Regions from separate parts of the Mus musculus genome. Here region 2 is linked to region 1. A link is a contact called in public Hi-C data. All regions are on one chromosome and are shown on one strand. Each heading gives the region's core, a stretch centred on a gene start, on an enhancer-like site or on the middle of the called end of the contact. The rest is flanking DNA. Distances are from core to core; before and after follow the strand shown. Region 1 overlaps Cpped1 (calcineurin-like phosphoesterase domain containing 1). Region 2 holds the start of Cpped1 (calcineurin-like phosphoesterase domain containing 1).

Region 1 (3,065 bases), core at 491-2,990:
ATCTCTAAAGGCCCTGATGTGTGGCTGCACCACAGATGTCTCCTGTTTTAATCTACCAGGATACTCATGGGTGGTCTGCTGCAGTCAGCATCACTGTCACACAGGGGCGCAGAATTTTAGCATGTTACTGCACACAGGGTGACTACAGACAATCACAGACTGCCAATATCACAGAGCAAGACAGAATTCTGAATATTTTCCCTAAAGAAATCATAGCTGTCCGTGGAGATAATTTAGTCTGACTTACACATGCAATATATGAACACCAAAAGATCAGGTGGTGCTCCACTAATGTGTGCAACTTGATAATACACTCCAGTGCACTGCTACAGCAGCAGCTCTGGCTGGGGAGAAAAGGCTGCAGTCCCTGCTGCTGTCACTTACCCAGCAGCTCCAGGAACCAATGATGCACCGAGACCATTTCTACTTCCAACCCAGGAAGATGGCCTGGCATGACAATCTAATGAGGCCCAATTATGACAGAATATGACAGTCACTCCAGGCCAACTGGCTGGCTGGTACTCAGGATGCAGGGGGCAAGATGGCAGAAAAGGTAAACCATAAGGCAGAACGGGTGTCTCATGGATAGCATGAGATGCTTGCAACGGTTTTATACCAGACAGGATTAAAAAAAAAAAATCAATCCCCTTCTAGATGCTCTTTTTATGGAACAAGTGGATAGAGACAGACTTGTTTATGGAGCCCTGAGGGGAGTCGCTGTGAGTGGAGAGACAGCCTGAAGCATCAGCAGTGGTCAGGAGACTGCTGCAGTGCGATTCAGGACTCTAGGCTTGATTCCAGGCAGTTCTGAAAATGGCTGTCATTGTTTGCTTCCCCTCATTAGGAGGGAAATTAGCTGGGTATTCCTGATCTGTTTATGTGAGTACCAGTAGAAATCTGCACCAAATATCAGGGTGGGCGTGTGCTTCTGTAGGCAGAAGATGCAAATAAGTAGAGACATGGCTGGAGCTTTGGGAACAGGCTCAAGTCAGCTATGCCACAAGGCACACTGCGTGGTGTGGAGTGCCAGTCACACCGAGTCTGTACTCTGCTCCTCTCTATGGCCAAAGACAACATGATTTAAACATTACAAAGAATGCTCTTACAAATCTACAAATTAAAGAACCCTTATACACTGTGATGGGAATGCAAACTGATCCACACAATGTACAGGTCAGTATGGAGGCTCCTCCTAAAGAAGTACCCCAGGAACCAGCTAAAGCACCCCGAGTCTCCAAGTCAGCACACCACAGAGATATTTGCATATCTATGTTTACTGTAACACTATTCACAATTCTCAAGTTATGGAATTAGCTGAGATGTCTATCAACATAAAGAAATGTGATACGGATACATAATGGAGTTTTAAGAAATAAAGAATAAAATTAGGACATTTGGAAGAAAATCGAAAACATACACACACTCATGCACATTAGCAGACACACATAAATGTTATATAAGCAAGAGGGAACTATTTGGGAAGACAAAGGAGACCAGCAGGAGGGGAGGGAAATAGGGGAGAATACAGGGAGAATGCATGACGTGAGCATGTGCTGTGACAACATAGTAAAACTCACCATTTCATACAATGGATATACAAGGAAGAAGAGAAAAGAAAAATGACCATAATACTTTTAAGGAAAATGTAAAAGCTGTGGGACATGTCTGCAAGCATGATAATGTTCTTGTACATCTATCTCCCCAGGGGGACAGCAGCTCGCAGAACATCTTGATGAGCCATAAACCACATACAAAGGCTGAGGGAGGAGCTGAGAATGTAAGCTTGGGATTTCAGAGTCTCAGGCAAGACTGGGATAGCAGGAAATGCCTAACTAAAGACATCACAGAAATACACGGTCCAAGATTATAAAAATTATGAATGCCAGTTAAAATAGGTGTGAAAATATGTATGTTGCCAATTGCAAAACACATAAAAATACAGCCACTTAGAAGATTTACTGGTGGCCATTTAACACCCTCCTCTGTCTCCCTGCTGGGCACTTCCACTATTCCTTTCTGAGAGTTGGCACAGCCATTAGTGGTACAGTGGTATCCCAGGCCCTCCTAAAATCCCTGAAAGGGAAATGGGGAAACAAGAAAGCTAACATCTGACAGTAGAATTCTGCCCAAAGAGCTACTCTTCAGTATTATGGGGACATCAAAGAGGAAAGGACATTATATGGAGGTCCCAATACCAGCCCAAATAAGATGAGTCAGGCTAAGAGGATCCATGGGGCTCAGTGCACAATCATCTCAAGCTGCGGCTGATCAAGGCAAAAAGATATGGAGAAAACTACACTCTGCCTTCCTGGGGTCTCCTCTCTGCCCTAAACTTCTACAGCAATGACCACGATGACCTGCCAGGGAAGCCCATGGAGACCCAGAGCCAGGACTTCTCTTAGAGGTGGTCACAGAGACAGCCTTGCTTTTCCAGAAGGAAAGCTGAAGCCCCACATTCAGCACTGTTTATTCAGCAGTCTAGGCATGGTGAGCTTCTGTAAGCAGCGTGGAGAGAACTCTGAGGATCCAGGTTTCTAGCTGCTTGCGGAGGACCTACTGTACACAGGTTCATCTGAGGACTGAGGTACAGGTAAATGGTCTTGGGGAAGCTTAGAATCCCACCAGAAAGAAACAATATCGTCTCTCTCCTGCTATAGGTTCAACATCATTTCCAGGTGCATAAGAGACCTATCAGGGAAGGCAATAGTCGGGCAGAATGCAATGATACTCATGAATGAAGACACAATGACAAAGCCTCATCATGTATATACCAACCTAAAAAGTTAGGACCTCAGGACAAAGAGTGACTTCTTAGGTCTGCAGATGTGGCTCAGTGGCACAGTGCTTGCCTGGTATGCATTAAGCCCTGTGGTCCTTTGCCATTAAAACAACAACAACAACAACAACAAAACAAACAACTGGCTAGAGAGATGCCTCAGCCGTTAAGAGCACTGACTGCTCTTTCAGAGGTCCTGAGTTCAATTCCCAGCAACCACATGGTGGCTCATAACCATCTGTAATAGGATCTGATGCCCTCTTCTGGTGTGTCTGAAGAGGGTGACAGT
Region 2 (2,980 bases), core at 43-2,542, 55 kb after region 1:
AGCACGAATGCGCAATCAATGGGATACTGTTCAGAAGGAAGGAAGGAAGGAGAACTACTTAGAATAGGAGGCATCTCAAAAACATGTAGGCTGGGAAAACAAACAAACAAAAACCTAAGACACATTAAAATCTGTAGAAAATGGCAACACTGCAGACTGGACTTTCCCCAGTCCACCATCAGTGGATTTTTGGCTGTGCGCACCTGTGCAGAACCTTGAACTGCAAGGAGGGGAAAAGAAACAAAGGCCTAGCAGAGAACTGTAGGATTGATCTTCTTTGGCTAGCTAGGCAGAGGTAAGTCTGAGGAAATGAACCTGAAAATAGGATGTGAAGGCTGAGAAGGTGCCAGACTTCCAAGTCCCACCAGGTGAGCAGAGGAGAGCAGGTGCCAAGGCCCTCCGGGTTTGGAACGGGCCTGATTCTTTTTTCAGAGCAGTTCAGGCAAATTAGAGGCTGGATAACAAGGCGAGCGTTCCTGTGATTCTAAGCCAAGTGCCAGAGAAGAATCAACCCCAAAGATCCAAAGGAAACACAGGGAAACAGGAACCAATCCGGTATCCTCTGAGTTGCTGGGGCCTATCATTTGCTTAACACCCAGCATGTGTTCCACACCCAAGGTTACAGAAATAGTCTGATGTGTTAACAACGCTCCCTTTGAGGCAAGACTGGGTCAGATTATCTAAGCCCAACTTCCAAGAACGCTACCTGGACCAGAATGCCTTCCCTTTCTACGGTTACAGTAAGCAACTGGATATAAAAACACTCTCACTACAATTGACAGCCCCTGACACACACAGCGCTTGTCAGCTGCCCCGCAGAAGCTTGCCAAGGAAGAGAGAAGACAGGCCCCGTAGCAGAGCCCAAGCAGTCATTCACTTCTCTGCCACCTCCGCCCCGCTTCTGTTTAGTTTGTTTGCTTTATTTTTTAAGTTTGTGGTTTGCAAGGTCAAGTCAAGGCCAGCGAAGCACCCAACACTGCGAGGGAGGAACAACTCCGACAACGGTCCCCGGTGCTGTGTGCAACCCACGAAGGGATCCGGATAGAAGTGAGCGCCCGCGACCGGAAGGTTCCCCTCGCGGAAGGTTCTGCAGCTCTGGAGTGCCCCCCTTCCCAGGCGAAGAGCCAAGCAGTACCTGAGGAAAACGCGTCCAGGGTCCTGCCCCGGGCTCTGTGGAAAACATCCGCCGCCTCCATAGCGGACATGGCGAGCGACTGGCCTTGCCTGGGCACGTTCTGTGAGAGGAGGGAGCGACTCCACACCACCCGGCAGCCCCGCCTGGAACAGCTTCTGGAACCTGCCCTCCAGGAGGGCCGGGCGGGGCGGGGCCGCTCTGGGTGCTGCTAGTACTGCCTGGGCAGAACACGGAGATTGCCACCCCTAGTGGGATCCTCCCGGGGTCAGGATCCAACTTTCACTGGAACAGACTGGGGGTTGAGGCTTTGAGGCCTGGAGTTGTCTTATGTAACACGCATCGGGCCGCTTCATAATTTGGGATTTCAGGTTAACAAGAATAGGAAAAAACAAAACAAAAACAAACAAACAAAAAAACCCAACAAAACCCACGTTTAGCTTAAATATATCTCATGCAGTATTTGGGAGATACTTAAGCAGTTATTTTTAAAATATTGTTTATCTGAAATTCCATTTCAATTTGATGTCCTAAGTTTTATGTTGCAACCCTTCCAAACTGCCCACCATAATCTCAAGAGTCTTTAAGGCATCTTGACTGCCTGGACATTGCCACTGTCATTCTGTCACTGTTGTTGCTGGGTAACAGGCATTGCCCGAAGTACTTTGTGTTTTGCTTGTTACCTCATTGACTGCACTTGTCAGATGGGGAAACTGACACTCAGAGAGAGACACAACTCCTGAAAGCTAAGAGCTGCAGGTGAGCAAGACAAAATCTATCCAACTCAAAAGCCGTTACACTGGACTACAACCCTCACACTTGGTAGCAATCCAGATTTCGAGGTGGAAAATGTTAAATTCAGATCTCCAAAAAGAGGATACATTTATTAAGCACTACAGGGGAATTCCTAGGATCTGCCAAGTTGCTAAATTTTCTTCTCAACAAGTGTAAGCCTGAAATGTTCGTATGGTTAACAGAGCTAGGATGATGTCCCATGACCTTGAACTAGAGTCAGATATAAGTCCTAGCAATTTAGGACAGAAATACAAATGAGCTTGTGTCTCAGCTACTTGGGTTTATCCTAATACTACCACTTACTTTAGGTATGATCTTAAAAATTAGTTGCTCTGCACCTCAGTTTTCCTACCTGTCAAATGAGAACAATAACAATACCTAGGGTTATTGGGTTGGTGAGAAAGTTAGATGATGTTGTAATTTGCACATAAGATGTCTCCCGTAGGCTCATGTTGGAAGTTGTCCCCAGCTAGTTGTGAACGAAAGAAAAAGAAATAAAAAGGAAGGGAAAGGATATGAATTCCCCCTAGGTGTGGTGGAGGAGAAAGCTTATCTGTGGGAGAGTGTAGCCAAAAGCTGAGACATCTGTGAAAATCTAATACTGGGCAAGGGGAAGGGGTAAGGAGAAGGAGGGAAGAAAAGAACCAGGTGCAGCAGCCAGGAGGCCAAAGGTACAAAAAGGCTGGGTAACAAAATGTCTGGACTATATAGGGAAGAGCCCCTGGGGGGGGGGGGAAGGGCAGCCCAGCCTCTGGGCTGGAGTGTTCAGGGTAAAGGGTGGGATATGCCAGCCATACCCTATATCAGGTAGGAACTGAGGCTGCTGGAAGAACCTGGAGGCCAGGTCCACTTTGATGTGCTAAACTGGCACCTCACCCATGTCCTGGGTTTAAAACTTAACAAATGGCAGTGGTTTGGGAGGTTCAGAGAACTTTAGAAGGTGATTCCAGGTTAAAGAATAAAGGTCTTTGGAAGGCGTGTCTTGGAGATAATCTTGTTCCTAAACACTTCCTGTGACAGTGTGCCGCTTGCCCTTCTTGAGGTGAGAAGCTC

Evidence for each region. Hi-C and Micro-C count contacts between places; a contact is called where the count stands out from the background.
Region 2: a Hi-C map of adipose-derived mesenchymal stem cells shows a contact between it and region 1, with 2.0 times the contacts expected there. The contact joins the promoter of Cpped1 here to the enhancer-like site in region 1. A contact is called at or near these places in 3 of 39 promoter capture datasets (the HPC-7 cell line, epiblast stem cells and stem cell-derived epiblast-like cells), 2 of 484 Hi-C or Micro-C datasets (adipose-derived mesenchymal stem cells and nephron progenitors), 5 of 115 datasets of contacts at active chromatin or transcription factors (the SCID.adh cell line, bone marrow-derived macrophages, embryonic stem cells and 1 more) and 3 of 9 other capture datasets (adipose tissue, embryonic stem cells and liver).

Annotation. Positions count from the first base shown.
Region 1 is chr16:11,852,446-11,855,510 of GRCm38.p6, forward strand. All of the region lies in intron 2 of Cpped1 (calcineurin-like phosphoesterase domain containing 1), which reads right to left. Among named protein-coding and RNA genes, the nearest start is that of Gm9961, 47 kb to the right of the region's middle. Within about 2 kb of position 1,741, at least 29 of the 459 cell types and tissues checked have an H3K27ac peak or open chromatin away from gene starts, as enhancers often do. A contact at or near this core is called in adipose-derived mesenchymal stem cells, where this site is marked.
Region 2 is chr16:11,908,131-11,911,110 of GRCm38.p6, forward strand. It overlaps Cpped1 (calcineurin-like phosphoesterase domain containing 1), which reads right to left and starts at 1,293. Exons shown (of 4, transcript NM_146067.3): 1 at 1,136-1,293. The coding sequence starts at 1,205. The region is part of intron 2 of Gm9961 (predicted gene 9961); the gene reads left to right.